2 separate regions of the Danio rerio genome follow, and region 1 is linked to region 2. Evidence: chromatin contacts called from public Micro-C data. All regions are on one chromosome and are shown on one strand. The core of a region is the stretch at or near the end of the contact, and the rest is flanking DNA. Distances in the headings are between cores, read along the strand shown. Region 1 overlaps galnt2 (UDP-N-acetyl-alpha-D-galactosamine:polypeptide N-acetylgalactosaminyltransferase 2). Region 2 overlaps galnt2 (UDP-N-acetyl-alpha-D-galactosamine:polypeptide N-acetylgalactosaminyltransferase 2).

Region 1 (2,700 bases), core at 186-2,685, 50 kb after region 2:
TGCAACGAAATGCAGTTTAGGTCTAACCAGCAGTGCAATAGCAGCAAGTGCAGGATACAGGAATAAGTTATAAAGTGCAGTTATAGAAAAACTATGGTGATATTTACGATGGATGTACTATGAACATTATATACAGGTTGGATAAGCTATGAGCAGATTTACAATATATGAATGTGCAGGTTGCTATTAATAATCAGTAGTGTGCACATAGATAAACATGATTACAAGTGTATATGTTACAATATATGAAAATATGTACAGGGATAGATAAACATGATTACAAGTGTATATGTAACAATATATGAATATATGTACAGGTTGCTATTAATAATCAGTACTAGATTACAAGTCTATATTTATAGTGGGTGTCTACATAATTACAAATGTCCATATGCAGTGGTTATGTACAGTTCAATAAGTAAACAGTTCAATGTGATGCAGTGAATGTGCAAGTTTTTAAATGTGCAAATGTTAAACAGTGCAGTTATTGCGAGGAGTATAAGTTAGAGGAGAGTGGGGGATGTATTGGGGGGTGGGGGGGGGGCAAAAGAGTCAGTGGGGGGCAATAATAATAATAATAAGGAGGCAATAATACCAAACCATTTTGAATACTGGCTTTGACCAACTTATTTTAGTATGATCATAAAAACATTTCAGATGTTGTACAATGTGGTCGGTACACTGATTTGTCCATTTATGCCATCCCATCATGCTTAAATTAGATTTTGTTATTACTTCAACTGTTAAAAGAAATAAACTTATTATATTTGAGGTGCATGCTGAAATTTTTTTGGTAAACGTGTTTCTATCGTAGTTTATGCAACTTTTTTCTACTTTTTTTTTTTTTAAGAGCATTTTCAAAATTTATGTGCATCCTGAAGTTTTGATCAGTGGTGGGAATCTTCAGGGATTCACGATCCAATCTGATTGCAATTCTGGGAGTCACAATCCAGCAGCATACATACATATGCTTGTCAACTCTTATTATTTTTATGTTTCTAGCTCACATCTCCACAGGCCTGTCGTGATTATATCTTAAAAAAAATTGGATTACAAACTTTAGAAGATCAATTTATAAATGCATCGTGATTTTGAATCAATTTTTCCTCTAATTCCTGTTTTGATAATGCATTTTTATGTGTTATTCCAAAATATGCACTAAAATAGGTTGTTGGTAACATGGTTAATTACAGCAACCGTTTTTTTATGCAAATTATAGAGGTTTATGCTTTTAAGTTTGTGCATTTTGAGTGCAAAGGTGTGCACAATAGCTTCATACAGCTTTTAATCAGCAGCTTTGTAACGTCTTCCGCTGACATGATGATACATCACTGGAGGCTATTCCAAAACCCGAGCTCATTAAAAATCACATGGCTGTTGTTTGATTGGTCTGTGGCACTCTCCGAGATGCCAAGACGGCAAACAGCCTGGAAGCGCTTGGCTAAGAAAACCTCATCTTCAACACGCTCTTGCCCTTGGCAATATGCTCAGTGTTTTCCCATTAGTGTATATGTCTCGAAACATGAAGAACCGGGCCCTTGCATATTGTTTAAACAACTCTGCTTCGCTCAGCGCTCATAGACTATCTTTGTTTAATCTATGTGGGAAACGTGCCATGATATTTCAAGCACAAGCTGACAGGCAGATGTGTCTGTGTAGACATGAAGCGGATGTTCAGTCTTGAGATGTGTTACTGGTTTCCACTGAACAGTGACCGTGGAGGGAAAAAAAATCTACTGTATAGGATTTCAAAATGACAGCAATTAAATGCTATTTTGTTCAGCAAATATATGTTATGACGAAAAATTCATAGCATTGGTATATCTATGATAACTTATAAAGTCCATGAATAAATAGATTTAGTAATTATTTGAGTATTAAACACTCTTAAATGTAAAGATTCTGCAGTGGAATAGATGGCTTGGTTTAAAAAATATGCATTACTTTTATGTATTATTCAGTATTATTATTTTTTGTTATTTCTCATGCAATACAACTACTTTGGATTTCTCATGGTTAATTATTGTGATCTCCCTACTGCAACAGAGAAATACTGGGAAATCTCTCTAGTCTGATTGCATTTTATGTCGTTCAGCCTTATAATCTTAAAATGTGAGCAAAATCCTTTGTTTTGCCATCACTTTAGACATTACGCTAGAGAATCCTTCAAATACTAGATCTAAAGTGATAATGACGTCTTCTGTTCTGAAGTCAGCTGCAAATGTGAATAAATGGCGGAAGAAAGTAATTCCATAAACAAAAGGATTTTTAAACTCTCCATGAGAATTTTCTTAATTATATGCACGATTATGCCTGATTATGTTGTATAAACGCAATATCACAATCTTAGAAGTGTGATTAGGCTGTATATTGTCACTGGTGGGACACCAAGGCACTCGACTGGTGGCCTTGTGCTAGCGCACACCTCCAACCAGTGCCGATATACAGCCATATCGCACTGCTACGCGTGTAATATTTCGCATCTATCACGCAGGAAAATAGTCGCAAAATAAGATTCTTAATATTGTGCAGCCCTGCTACAAACCAAAAAACAAGCCTATAATAATGATAATAATAATAACAACAATAATAATAATAATAATAATAATAATAATAACAACAACATGAACAAATGAAAAAGACAAAAAGAAGTACAAAATAAAAAAAAAAGAAGAAAATTTGAACAGGTCTTGTGGCTAT
Region 2 (2,700 bases), core at 28-2,527:
GTCCTCTATTATGCTATAAAGGCAATAATGGTCCAACATTTCTGACCATTATCACCAATAAAGCCTAGAGAAACAGGCATCAGCGTATTGTAAACCGATAGGTTAAAATATTCCTTTCAAGTTATCAAAGAAATAATTCTGTGACTTCATTATAGTTTTGTAACTACATTGTTTTAAATTCACAATTGTATATATACACATCAGTGTAAAAATCTATGACTGGTGGATAAACATATTTCTGTGCTTGTGTACCTGGCTCACTTTTGCGACAGCCTCTTGTGTTTTGTTTTTTAAACTTATCCCTCAGGTTTTTCCAAACCTTTTAACAAAAACTTTCCTTTCATGAAGATGTCTGTACAGGCGTACTTTTTCAGACAAAATCTCTTCAAAGTTTTTTAATATTCAAATCAAACATGGCGCCGCGTGCACTGTTCGCTCGAGTCTCAAAAAATGCTGTGCGCACCGGCAGCTGAAATCATGTCGTGCCCACCCAAAGCGAACATCCGCAAACTCCGCGATGACGTCACTTTCACCGTGCACACTCAAGCAAACAAGCGGACGCTTTGTGGAAACGGGCCATCTGAAACCCTTAAGCCTGGTTTATACTCTGAGTGGTACTGTACAGTACGAGTTGCTTTTAGGAACCTTTTGACAGTGAAAACGGTCATAAAAAGTACCCCGAACCGTACCGTACTGTACCACTCGATGAAAACGAGCAAAGAGTTCCCAAAGCAACCTTTCTGGAAAAGCCAAGAGTACTAAAATTCAGAGTTTGTTATCATAACATTATAATTATCAGATGCTTACTTCTTTCAGTTGCGTGACCATATCACATATGTACAAAGCTGTTCAATAAGCAGTGTAGGTGGCACTGGGATGTTTACCACTCCTCAGTGATTTCAAACTTCATTTTATTTCTGAATAAAGAACGAATATGCTTTACTGTGAATATACCAAGGCCTTGTGGCTTAATAGTAGAGTTCTGCATCATGCCAAGGCAGACACTGCTGGAAGAGGGGTGTATGAACAAAGTAAAAACAGATTTCTCTCCTCTCCTTTTCAGGTATAAAGGCTTGGACTGCTTCATCTGAAAAGACTAACATTTTTACCATCTGTCTTCTAGATCTCTGGACGTGAATTTGAAACTCTAGCCCCTACAATTAGCATCTTTGGCGTGAGTCATGCTTTGGTGTTTGCTGAAGCCAACCCCAATCTTTGCTAGTTGGCTGAGAAACTGCCTGTAAGGCTAAATGATTACATTGCGCTGGATTTACAACATCACGACTAGGTGTGGTGAACCTAAAGACAATAAAACAAAGAGCCCTAGAAGGCAGATCTCCTCCCTTATACATGAGATATAGCTGGAACAAAGACAACTGAAACAGTCGAGAACGAGCTGAAGGCTTCACTCAGCAACTGATCTCTGCTAGAGGAAATTAGATTTACAGATACCAGCAGAGGGGAGGAGCAAAACCACACATTTCAATATATTTACCTCAATAGTGTGATGCAGATTTGTTTGTCCAGATCTAGGAATATATGTCGGCGCCAATAGCCTGGTGGCTAAGTGCACCAACATATAGCACTGTGGTGCTCAGGGCAACCAGAGTTTAATTCCCGGATTAAAGTCCTTTGCCGACTTTTCCCCTTTCTCTACTCCCAATACTTTCTTTTCCAGTCTGTAACCTCCACTATCCTTACACTTTATTGTCCCGAATGAGGAAATTTGTCTTTGACTCTAGGCCCACATTTGCATACGCTGAACAGGAACAGACAGACATCAAAAAACAAATCAACACAAACATTCAATCATGAACAAGTACACATTTAAAAATCTAATTGATGTAGGTCAAAATGATTTCTTAAAACTATTATATCTGCACACAGGCAGCCTGTATCGTCAACCAGAAGGCTGCAACTCATAAAAAAATGTGTGAGGGGTCAGCTAATATTTTAAATCAATTAATCCTGAACTAATTGCTCATACAGAGATTGTAAGGATCCATATTCCCATTTCCCTAAGATTCTCATGGCTGTCTTAACCAGCTAAAGTTTAGCTTTGGATTAAACTAATGTTTCCATACCACACAGTAAATCCATAGCATATTATGCTTTCAGTCACAGCTTTGTAAATAAAAATATTACTTATTGATGGACCCCAAATATTCTGAATCTCCATAAAAAATGCAGTAGCACGAGAACAAATACAAGTAAGGCAAATTATCTATGTGTACACCCAGATAGATCTAACCCCAATTAAAAGGTGAAAAACCCATAAGAAAATTATAATAAAAAGATCTAGTAATAAACGTAAAAATCTAACATAATATAACTTCAAGAAATGTCAAAATTAAAAATGCTTTTTGATTGAAAATATTTAAGTAAGAATAAAATCAAAATACCAGGGCCATTAAAAGGAATGAGATTCCATTATCTTATACTATTACTTCTGATAAAAATATACTTCAACAAAAATGTGCATTAACATAATTATGTGCACAAGGCATTGTAGTTTATGTGCATAATTATGCAAGTGTGTAGATGATGATGTAATGACTGAAGATTAATGTAATTTACAGAGCACCTATTTTACCTAATTTTCAATATTTAACAAGTCTTATGTGTCTCTAGAATGTGTCTGTAAAGTTTCAGCTCAAAACACCCATCAGATTATTTATTAGACCTTTGAGAATATTGGAA

Evidence for each region. Hi-C and Micro-C count contacts between places; a contact is called where the count stands out from the background.
Region 1: a Micro-C map of caudal fin shows a contact between it and region 2, with 1.6 times the contacts expected there. The contact joins two enhancer-like sites. A contact is called at or near these places in 2 of 18 Hi-C or Micro-C datasets (caudal fin and an unstated tissue).

What each region holds. Positions count from the first base shown.
Region 1 is chr13:27,389,181-27,391,880 of GRCz12tu, forward strand. The region is part of intron 1 of galnt2 (UDP-N-acetyl-alpha-D-galactosamine:polypeptide N-acetylgalactosaminyltransferase 2); the gene reads right to left. Among named protein-coding and RNA genes, the nearest start is that of galnt2, 15 kb to the right of the region's middle. Within about 2 kb of position 1,436, at least 1 of the 62 cell types and tissues checked has an H3K27ac peak or open chromatin away from gene starts, as enhancers often do. A contact at or near this core is called in caudal fin, where this site is marked.
Region 2 is chr13:27,339,839-27,342,538 of GRCz12tu, forward strand. The region is part of intron 1 of galnt2 (UDP-N-acetyl-alpha-D-galactosamine:polypeptide N-acetylgalactosaminyltransferase 2); the gene reads right to left. Among named protein-coding and RNA genes, the nearest start is that of galnt2, 64 kb to the right of the region's middle. Within about 2 kb of position 1,278, at least 4 of the 62 cell types and tissues checked have an H3K27ac peak or open chromatin away from gene starts, as enhancers often do. A contact at or near this core is called in caudal fin, where this site is marked.